3 separate regions of the Mus musculus genome follow, and regions 1 and 2 are each linked to region 3. The links are chromatin contacts, called in public HiChIP or PLAC-seq and promoter capture Hi-C maps. All regions are on one chromosome and are shown on one strand. Each heading gives the region's core, a stretch centred on a gene start, on an enhancer-like site or on the middle of the called end of the contact. The rest is flanking DNA. Distances are from core to core; before and after follow the strand shown. Region 1 has its middle 6.3 kb from the start of Gm39375. Region 2 overlaps Fbxo9 (f-box protein 9). Region 3 overlaps Klhl31 (kelch-like 31).

What was found. Promoter capture Hi-C pulls out the DNA fragments that hold promoters and counts their contacts. HiChIP or PLAC-seq counts read pairs in DNA pulled down with a chosen protein or histone mark.
Region 1: a contact with region 3 is called in a promoter capture Hi-C map of liver, with 2.3 times the contacts expected there. The contact joins two enhancer-like sites. A contact is called at or near these places in 6 of 39 promoter capture datasets (the 3T3-L1 cell line, embryonic stem cells, hippocampal neurons and 1 more), 5 of 484 Hi-C or Micro-C datasets (the AML12 cell line, cortical glia, embryonic stem cells and 1 more) and 4 of 115 datasets of contacts at active chromatin or transcription factors (embryonic stem cells and stem cell-derived neural progenitor cells).
Region 2: an H3K4me3 HiChIP or PLAC-seq map of bone marrow-derived macrophages shows a contact between it and region 3, with 5 times the contacts expected there. The contact joins two enhancer-like sites. A contact is called at or near these places in 3 of 115 datasets of contacts at active chromatin or transcription factors (bone marrow-derived macrophages, embryonic forebrain and embryonic hindbrain).

Annotation. Positions count from the first base shown.
Region 1 is chr9:78,004,865-78,008,223 of GRCm38.p6, forward strand. It overlaps a transcript of Gm34829 not described here. Among named protein-coding and RNA genes, the nearest start is that of Gm39375, 6.3 kb to the right of the region's middle. Within about 2 kb of position 1,982, at least 44 of the 459 cell types and tissues checked have an H3K27ac peak or open chromatin away from gene starts, as enhancers often do. A contact at or near this core is called in hippocampal neurons and liver, where this site is marked.
Region 2 is chr9:78,083,811-78,087,194 of GRCm38.p6, forward strand. Fbxo9 (f-box protein 9) reads right to left here. Exons shown (of 13, transcript NM_023605.2): 9 at 3,364-3,384; 10 at 2,465-2,560; 11 at 2,097-2,190; 12 at 693-844. Among named protein-coding and RNA genes, the nearest start is that of Fbxo9, 23 kb to the right of the region's middle. Within about 2 kb of position 2,106, at least 61 of the 459 cell types and tissues checked have an H3K27ac peak or open chromatin away from gene starts, as enhancers often do. A contact at or near this core is called in bone marrow-derived macrophages, where this site is marked.
Region 3 is chr9:77,653,929-77,657,510 of GRCm38.p6, forward strand. Klhl31 (kelch-like 31) reads left to right here. Exons shown (of 3, transcript NM_172925.2): 3 at 1,199-3,582. The coding sequence ends at 1,931. Among named protein-coding and RNA genes, the nearest start is that of Klhl31, 19 kb to the left of the region's middle. Within about 2 kb of position 1,858, at least 158 of the 459 cell types and tissues checked have an H3K27ac peak or open chromatin away from gene starts, as enhancers often do. A contact at or near this core is called in bone marrow-derived macrophages, hippocampal neurons and liver, where this site is marked.

The DNA.
Region 1 (3,359 bases), core at 732-3,231, 350 kb after region 3:
GAAAAAAGGCTGGGTTTTTTTTCCCCCTATTTCCCCTGTGCCAGTGAGACATCCTCACGCAAATTCAAAATCAGCAAAAACCAGTTACCAGCCAAAGCCACCTTCCCGTTGTCCTTCACAAAGTCAGCTTGTTCCCCCAGATTTCTGATTCACCTTGGCTGCATCTGAAGATAAGCCCATATGACCTAGAGGCCAAGGAGAAGCAAAGAAGTTTATGTGCCTGCAGAAAATACATTTCTACAGTCAGGAGAATGTGGTGGCTTGAATAGGGATGACCCCTATAGACCGGTGTGTTTGAATGCTTGGCTATGGAGGGTGACACCATGAGGTGTGGCCTGTTGAAGGAGGTGTGTCACTGTGGAGGCTGGCTTTGAGGTCACATGTGTTCAAGCTATGCCCAGTGTGAGTTGGAGTCCAGCCTGGGATATGGGAAACTCCATCTCAAATCAAAAAGCAAAACCACTTTATAGCAAGAAAACCATTTTCCTGTGGTCCACAGAACTAAATAGGTGATTGATTATCATTTATGCTTCATATCTCATGTGACCGAGGGCCAGAGAAGAGGGGTTTAAAAGACTAGATCTTGGACTGGCTAGGGTGACTCAGTGGATCAGGGTGCTTGTCACCAGCTCAGACAACCTGATTTTGAACCCTAGGCCCCCATGGTGGAGGAATAGGACTTACTCCTGTGGGTTGTGCTCTGACTTCTGCATGTGTGCTGTGACATGCACACACCAGCACATGCACACACACATAAGTAACAAAAGCTTAAGAAAAGCTGGACCACTCTAGAGGGACATGTGTGCAGTACCTGCGGGGGCCAGAAGAGGGCATTAGACCCTTTGGAACTACAGTTATGGACGGTTGCAAGCTGCCCCGAAGATGCTGGGGAACTTGAATCTGGGTCCCTGCAAGAGCAGCCAGTGCTCTTAACCACTGAGCTATCTTTGTAGCCCAAGATATTATTTGGTAATAGTTTGTCTTAATGACACCATATCATATGCAAACTGATAGATAGATAGATAGATAGATAGATAGATAGATAGATGATAGATAGATAGATAGATAGATAGATAGATAGATAGATAGATAGTGTATTCATTTCTGGGTTTGAGATAGTCTAATAAACATCATATAGTCCAGTTATTTCTTTAGCTTACTGGTTTTTGTTTATTGTGACCACAAACGCAGTATGAGCATGGCTCTTCGAATTCCCTCCGTCTGCACCCTAAATTTGTCAGCCACCGAGGCCACCGAGTTTCACCTCTCTTACCTACCAGAGTGACTTTCCTCCCTTCAGAACCCAAGACCTTCATATCCTAACCATGCTTTGCATCAGAGTTCTAATTTTGCCAATCAGGAAGTTCATTAGCCTCACTGGGCTTGTTCAAGCTGCCTGTGTTCATATTCATATGTAAACTTGTATCATCTGACTTATAATAAGCCGTGTGTCTGGCAGGCGGCTTGTCCCCACAAACCCTGAAGGTGTCACTGCACAAGGTGCCAGGCTGTGTGAGGCTGACATTCCCTCTGCGCTCCCAGGATGAGCCAGCGCCGCAGTCTACTGAGTCAGGCGCACAGGCTGGAGACGGTCCGCTTGCTTCCCTGTCTCTCCGCTGTCCTCTTTCCATTCTTTGCAACTCAAGGGTTAGGAGGACAGGCAGTTAAGGCAGTTAACCTAGATGAAGCACAACAACCATGTAAGCGAATAGGTCCCAAACTGTTTAAACCACAAACAAGCTTATCACCTGCCCAAGTGACCCTGCCTTTGGAAATCTGTGCTGGTGGAACAGATAGCAGCCACCCACAGCGCAAGCCTCAACACACTGTCCTGGAATACTCCCGACCTTGAGCTGCCCTGGATACCCAAGAGAGCAAACCAACGCTATATTCCTAATGGCGCCTTGCCAATCCCCCAGCAAAGGCCTTGGAACTGAGCCTTAGCTACTGCCACCTCCGCACTTCACCAGGCTCGTGGGCTCCACCTTCTGGCCAGTGTTCCCCTGGCCTGGCCTGGCCTGTTCGTTGACGGTACAGGAGACTCTTAAGGGCAGCAATTTTGCTGAATTCCTCTGCTAGCCCGGGACAGTTTGGAATGGCACAGCCTGGACACAAGATGCTTCCCAGGGCTAGGTGGGTGGTGTCCAGAGACGCCGAGAACCCTCTAGGTAAACAGCATATCCACCCAAGGACGCTGGTCAGCCAAGACGGTGAAGTCCTGGAAGCATGCTCACTTGGGACCTTCCCCTAGCATCTGGTTCTTGCCTCTTGTATCGATCCTCAAATGGTCAATAAAATCACGGTCCCAAATCTATTCTTTTGATTGTTTGCTTGTTTTTGTTTGGTTGTTTGTTTGGGTTTTTTTTGTTGTTGTTGTTTGTTTTTTTGTTTTGTTTTGTTTTGTTTTTTGTTGTGTTTTTGTTTGTTTGTTTGTTTGTTTTTTGAGACAGGGTTTCTCTGTATAGCTCTGGCTGTCCTGGAACTCACTCTGTAGACCAGATCTATTCTTCCTTGGATGTAGATGTCGTGTTCCTTTTTCCTCAACTTAAACTCCAGATTCTCTGTGTGGCCACATCTCTGTGTGGAGCTTTTTGTATGCTCTGCCCCAGCCCTTCATGAAAATCAAGCAGATGAGGCTGGAAAGTTTCAATGGTCAAGTTCTTGAAGAAGTTCTGGGTTCACACATGCATAATAATAATAATAATAATAATAATAATAATAATAATAATAAACATGAATCTTTCTTGTTAAAAATCATTAAACCAAGTCTTTAAACCAGTTTAAGGAATGCTAATATATTGTTTTTCACACTGTGGTTTAAGTGTTTTAGTTCTGAGAGAAAAAGACTATGACTATCCCATAATACTTTACTGCTTGCTCTGGCTCCTTCACCTGGCTAAGCAGTGCTGCCTCTGGTAACTAGGGTGTGTATGCCTGTTGCAGTTTAGCTCTTTGCTTAGGATTTTTGTTTCTCTGCGTGTCTAGGTGCGTTTTGCCTGCGTAGATGACTGGGCACTGTGTGTGCATTGCCTGCGGAGGCCAGAAGAGAGTGTTTCATCTCTTGGAATTGAAGTTACAGACTCTGTAAGCCGCCATGTGGGTGCTGAGAACTGAACCTGGCTCCTCGGCCAGAGCAGCCAGTGATCTTACCCTCAGAGCCATCTCTCCAGCCCTCTTGTTTGGTTGGTTTTGGTTGGTTGGTTGGTTGGTTGGTTGGTTGGTTGGTTGGTTGGTTGATTGGTTGGTTGGTTCAGCTTGGGTTTTTGTTGTTGTTTGGGTTTATTTTATTTTATTTTTTTCTGTCAACCCTCTTTTTACTGTGTGCTTTACATAATCCTAATTTCAATATTTGTGACATC
Region 2 (3,384 bases), core at 856-3,355, 430 kb after region 3:
TGACCAGGTGGTTCCTGTCTCTTCTAAACTCTTTCTTACTTCTGTACTGTTCTTTTTTGATGCTCTTAATTAATTACTAATTAAAAAACCCTACCAAACAGAATTAAGAGCTTTACATAGAGGGCGGTAGCAGGTGGGTGGGCAGGGGAGCACCCTCATGGAAGCAGGGATTGGGGGGAGGTGGGATAGGGGTTTTCGGAGGGGAAACCAGGAGGGGGATGACAAATGTAAATAAACAAAATAACCAATAAAGAAATGTTTAAATAAAGAGCTTTACCTGGGTGTCACCTACCTAATGTATTTGGCTGTGGGCTACACTGAGCACCATTTTAACAGACATAATTTCTATAAGTATAATTTTTAAAATGATTGTATAATTCCCAAAAATGAATCTCCAGCCTAAAGAGACCTCAGCAGCCCTAGGATGGAGCGCCCCCTTTTTTGCGGGGGAGGGGTTAGCATAAAAGTCTACTTCATGCTAGTTTAGGCATTCTTTTTTTTTTTTAAGTTTCTTTTAAAATTGTACATGGTTCTTTTGCCTACACACATGTGTACACCACATGTGTGCCTTGTGCCTATGAAGGTCAGAAGAGTTGTAAGCTAACATGAGGGAGCTGGGAACTGAACCTGGGTCCTCTGGAAAATCAACAAGTGGCCCTAACTGTGGAGCACTCTTCACTGCGTTCACCTACTTGTAAGTGATGTGACAAGAGTGGTGGATCCAGATGAGTTTGTTGAACCTCTGGTGGCCACTGGAGCACAGCTGCAGTCCCACATGGAAGCTGTGATCTGCCTCTTGGACAGGAACACGACGAAAATACCTGTATTTATGGTCAAGTGGCTTCTGTAAAGAAAAGGTTCGTGAGCTAGGATAACCATTAGAGGAATATATAATGTGAGATTCACATTGCAGATAACCTGTTACACATTGCAGGTCACCCTGAGTACCACATGTAAACCTATGAGTGTTCCAAGAAGCGGTAGGTAAAACACCAGGTTTCCTCCCCACCAGCTAGAGTTACCTAGCAGTTTCAGGAATAAAACTTTCTTTCTCCTTTGGTGACTAGGAAGCCTGGAGAGAGGCGTGACAGCTCGCACCTTCAATCCGTGTGCTGCCAAGGACAGGCAGATCCTGGCAGCTTGAGCCTGTAATCTGGCAGAGATAGGCAGATCTCTGGGAATCTGAGGACTCCCATGTCTACACAGCGAGTTCCAGGCCAGTCAGGCTACACAGTCAGACCTTATCTTTTCTTCTATACATTTATATATAAAGTGTAGCGTACAAGTCATGTTTTGCAACAGCAGCAAGACAGTCACAGATGAACAGGTGTGATGGATCTCACTCTGACTGTTCTTTTGCACACTGTGAACACTGTGACTGGCTTCCTTATAGAAGGATACTGACGTGCCACGTGGGAACACGTGGAAAGCACTACAGCATCCCAGGAGCCCATCAGAGGAGGCAGGAAAGCCAGTGCCCTGGTGTCACGACATCACTCACAGATAAAACCCTGCAGCGTCTCACTACCTGACAACAGGAAGGGAGAATGAACCTACGAGCCCCACTACTTATGTGGACAACAGCCTACACTTGCTCTAACCACTGCCCAACTGATGTGGCAGGTATGTACGATGTCTCTGAACCAGGACTAGACAAAGGAATCTAGAGAAAGTTGCAAAAAATATTAGCTCTTCAATCCACCAAGAATTTAGAGCACCATAGACCATGATATATATGTATATATAATCACATTTACTGGGCATTTATTCTTTCTTCACAGAAACAGAAGAGGGAAGCTTTTTTCTGGTAAAATGCTCTCTCTGCAAGTCTCCTGGCAGAAGAGTGGCCTGTACGAGCAGCAGAGACAGTAGCAGCCCCGTTAACAGAGACAGGAGTCGGATGTAGGAGATCCTGGTACTGTATTCCCGTGCGTGAGGACCCTAGGGTGGCTTTCTGGAAGGGCAAACACACTGATGTGCATAAACGTCCAGCTCTTGTGGCAAAACCGTCTGGGGATTGTTTCTCTTTCCTAGCTGAGAATGGGTGGATGGACAGCTGTGGTAAGGGCAGCCCCGGCTCCACAGTGCATACTCACTTCTTCTTTTTTCTTAGTTATTACAGCAAAGACTTTGGTCTGATTGTCTGCATCTTGTGACAAGCGGTAATGACCCAGCAGAATTGCATCCGTTCTAAGAAATAATAAGCACACCTTAAAACAGCCAGTTATACTTATCTGAGCACCTAGAACGCGGCGTCCCAGTGCCCCTTCCCCCACTCGCCCACACACAGCACTGGGATGAGAACGAGCTTGCATAGGCCTTGCAGGACAGGCTTCCCGAGACCCCACCCCAGCCCCCAGCCTCAGGACTGCCTTTTATGACATGCATTATTAAGCCATAAAAGCGCTGTCTTAGGATAAATAAGGAAATGTGGACTAGGTAGAAGGCCATATAGAAACACTACCTGGTGTTCCTGGTTCTTAACCGGGGAACGATGGACGGAGGCTCCTCGGGGGTGGTTAACATCATCACATGGCCATCAGGAAAGAATCTCATGTATCTACATGAGAAGGAACCAGACACCACCACACACAGTACAAAACATGACCTTAGCTTGCAGTCTCTACTTAGCCCCACACACAGTACAAAACATGACCTTAGCTTGCAGTCTCTACACTTAGCCCCACACACAGTACAAAACATGACCTTAGCTTGCAGTCTCTACACTTAGCCCCACACACAGTACAAAACATGACCTTAGCTTGCAGTCTCTACTTAGCCCCACACACAGTACAAAACATGACCTTAGCTTGCGGTCTCTACACTTAGCCGGAGCTGTGAAACCCAGACTGAACCCCATCAGCAAAGCGTGGGTAAGACAGGAAGGCAGCCAGGACCCAGTGGCAGGCTACACGGGAGAGCCTAGCCTGTAACTCCTTGGGGTGTGTTGACCTTTCATTTCACTCACCAAATAAACTTTAAACTTGTCTCTTAGACTAAAGTCTGTGTTTTCCTGGGGCACTAATTAATGCCTGACAAAGCAAGACCCAGTAACTATACACAGTGACAGACACTACCCTACCTATTTCTCAGCTGCATACCCACGTGCTGAACAAAGGCTGGGACAGGCCTTATAGGTCACAGTATAAGGACAGAGGAGAGGGGCTCAGGAGGGCTACTAGGAACTGGAGGGATTATACAACTTATAAATAACCTTTAGGTTTTTGAGTGCGGTTCCTGTCATAATATTAGATTAAAAAATACCGAGGACCGTTTTGTGGATAAATCATGAGCAACAGAAAGCAGATCCAAAACCTAAGACACTTGAGAATTTCCCACTCACGCACTTTACAGCAGCTGTACCTGTAATATTCCACTTGGTGC
Region 3 (3,582 bases), core at 608-3,107:
AATTTATCTCTATATATTTTATATTTATATGTATAAGTATATTATTTAAAAAAAAATCCAAGCAATTGATTTTCAGACTTTTTATTCCTTCTTGGTTCTGGGCCTTGAACCCGGTGCCTTGCCTATGTGAAACAAGTGCTCTACCTCCAAGCCACAGCTTCAGACCAGCGCTTTTTTCTTATCTATAACTACACTTCTGATTTTATTTGGGACAAGGGTGAACTCTCTTGACAGAACTTCTGAACTCTGTGAACAAGGGTCCATGTAGTCACTGGCTCTGCCTACTTCCCCGAATTCAGCTGGGTTTCTTGACATTTAATACTCAAGCTAGTTTTCTTTGAAAACAAACAAACAAACAAACAAAAACAAAAAAACCTTTATATGTGGAAAATATTACAGCAATAAAAATAAATAAAAATAAAATAAAATAAATCTATAAACTGGAACTTTTACCAGTAGGAAACTATTAAGAGAGATCCATCCTTTGTTGACGCTTTTCCACATAATTCCATTGGTCTCTCTCTAACAGGTTCAGAGGTGTGGCTTAGCTTTCTAGCAGTGCAATGAATGGCCAAGGCCAGTGAGAACCTTTTAAGAGAAGAAATCTAATCAGGCAATGCCTATTAAGAGCTAGGGATATTGGTGTCTGAAAAATGAGTAGAATTACCTTTTTTTAATTTAACATTTTTATACATTTAATAAGATAATATCACATAAAATAATAGGATAGGCACAAACTAAGAAAGTAAAAAAACAAAAAACAAAAAAACCAAAAAACAGGACAAGTATCATTGCTATTTTTGTTTACAGGACGGAGTCAGAAATTAAGATGACTAGGGAATTGCCTTTAATGTACAGGTTCCCTCTTACGCCCAGTTCCTCTCCTGTGGCCCATTAAATCCGGGGACAGAACGGGGTGGGGGGAATTGTAAGAGCGAAGAGATTTCGGTGGGATCTTCTTGTTATTTGGTTTGGTTGTTTGAGGGTATAGCTAAAGGAACTATCTTCTGAATGGGGAGAGAGGGGAGTATCCCCCTTTTTTTTTTCTAAATGAGACGGGGTGGGGTGGGGGGAGGCAGAACCCTACCTGTAGCAGGGTGGGGAAGTTAGAGGCGGGGCTGAATTGGGGCTCTTCCCTGCAGGAGGTGGGGACAAGATCACGATTCCCTCTTCTGCAACAACGGTTCTCTCATCTCAGGTACGATCCCCGCTTCAACACCTGGATTCACTTGGGCAGCATGAACCAGAAGCGCACGCACTTCAGCCTGAGCGTGTTCAACGGGCTGCTGTACGCGGTGGGCGGCCGTAACTCCGAGGGCAGCCTGGCTTCGCTGGAGTGCTACGTGCCCTCCACCAACCAATGGCAGCCCAAAGCGCCGCTCGAGGTGGCGCGCTGCTGCCACGCCAGCGCCGTGGCCGACGGCCGCGTGATCGTGACCGGCGGCTACATCGGCAGTGCGTACTCGCGCTCCGTGTGCGCCTACGACCCCGCGCTCGACGCGTGGCAGGAGCTGCCCCAGCTGAGCACGCCCCGAGGCTGGCACTGCGCGGTGGCGCTGGGCGACAGGCTGTACGTGATGGGGGGCAGCCAGCTGGGGCCGCGCGGGGAGCGCGTGGACGTGCTCACGGTGGAGAGCTTCAGTCCCGCAGCGCGCCAGTGGAGCTTCGTGGCGCCGCTGCCCGTGGGCGTGAGCACGGCGGGTGTCTCGGCGCTGCACGGGCGAGCCTACCTGCTGGGCGGCTGGAACGAGGGCGAGAAGAAGTACAAGAAATGCATCCAGTGCTTCAACCCCGAGCTCAACGAGTGGACGGAGGACGACGAGCTGCCCGAGGCCACCGTGGGCGTGTCCTGCTGCACGCTGGCCATGCCCAACAGCGTGTCCCGAGAGTCACGGGCCAGCTCGGTGTCCTCCGTGCCGGTCAGTATCTGAACGCATTGCTTCCCAATGTGGTCAAACTGTGAGTGGGCCACCAGGAAAATATACACCATTTACTACAGTGACGGTGGTTCAAATCGATCCAGAGGAGTGCCTGGACCGCTTTAAATTCTTAGTTTAGCACCATCTACCTCAGTCTTTCCCTCCAAAAAAAAAAAAATAATAAAGGGCTGTAGCCAACAAAAGAAGCAATTTCATTATGCAGCCACTGGGTGGCCACTAGAGTTTGTTACAGGCACTCTTGCAAGGAGGCTCGCTTCCTAAATTCATAGCAGTTACACACACGCTGAGATTTTCCCACGGTGTACACGTGAAACCTACTCGTCTATACAATTTCCTATCCAAAGGAGTATTTTCCTCTCTGTTTCTTTGAAGGAAGTTGAAAATACCCACTTCACATTTGCAAATGAAAATAGTCTACATCTATAAAGATTTAATTCTATATTTCAACAGAAAATTATTCTTTGTCCCTACTTGACTGGAAAGAACTTTTAAAAAGATCTCATGACATAGCCACAAAGCTTTTAACAGGATGTGGCTGGAAAGCTATACATTCTACCTAGGAAACGACAAGGTGGCAGTTTGGGGTTAACGGTGTATACCCCCTCATTCTGTCCTTGAAGCTTCTGCCATTTTCTAACATAAAATCCTACTCTCAGAAAAGGAACAGTTTCCTGTCATTTAATTTATAGTGTAAATTCAAATCATTTGGCATTTTTCTTAGAAATATTTCCACTTGTATCTCTAATCCTTATATGGACAGAGTTGTTTTTTTTTTCTTTTTTTTTTTTTTTTTTTTTTTTCCTTTTTTCTGGATGGGCCTGGTACACACTAGTACTCTACCCGGGAGCTAACTACATATCCAGTCTTCGCTTTATTTTAATATTTGAGACATGGTTTCATTAAGTAGACCAGGCTAGCCTCAAACTCCCAGTGCCTCCTGAGTGATGGGATTAAAGGTGTGTGCCACCACTCACAGCCCTCTTTCTTATTTTAAAGTAGGATTTTACTAGGTTGCCAGGCTGCTCCTCCTGCTTCAGCATCCCCAGTAGGCTGGAATTACAGGCGTGTACCATCGGGTACAGCTTTATCTTACTCAGGTATGGTCAAATTGCCTCTAACATTAGCCCGAATAATCACCAAATCACACTATGTTCTTGGATGAATATCATTAACTGCAGCTTAGCCTTTGGCTGTACAGCCAATAGCAGTAATTTTACTGACCCCTCGTTCACGTGGAGATGATGAAGGAAATATTTGGGGTTCTCGGACTTGGCAATTACCAGATGAATAGATGGGTTCCTCACTGAGGAGTGCTGATAGCTAACTTAAAATATTAACCCCCAAAATAATGCTCTTTATGATTTACTTTTGTTAATACCACTTTGCAAATCAAACTGTATCTATTTGGTTGGTTGGTTGGATCTTTTCTTTTCTTTTCTCTTCTTTTCTTTTCTTTCCTTTTCTTTTCTTTTCTTTTCTCTTCTTTCTTTTTCTTTTTTCCTTTTTCTTTTCTTTTCTTTTTTTTTTTAGACAGGGTCTCACTATGTAGCTCTGGCTGCCCTAGAACTCATTTAGGTAGACCAAGCTGGTCTCAGACTCAGTAAGATCTGTCTCTGCCTCCCGAGTGCTGAAATTAAAGGCT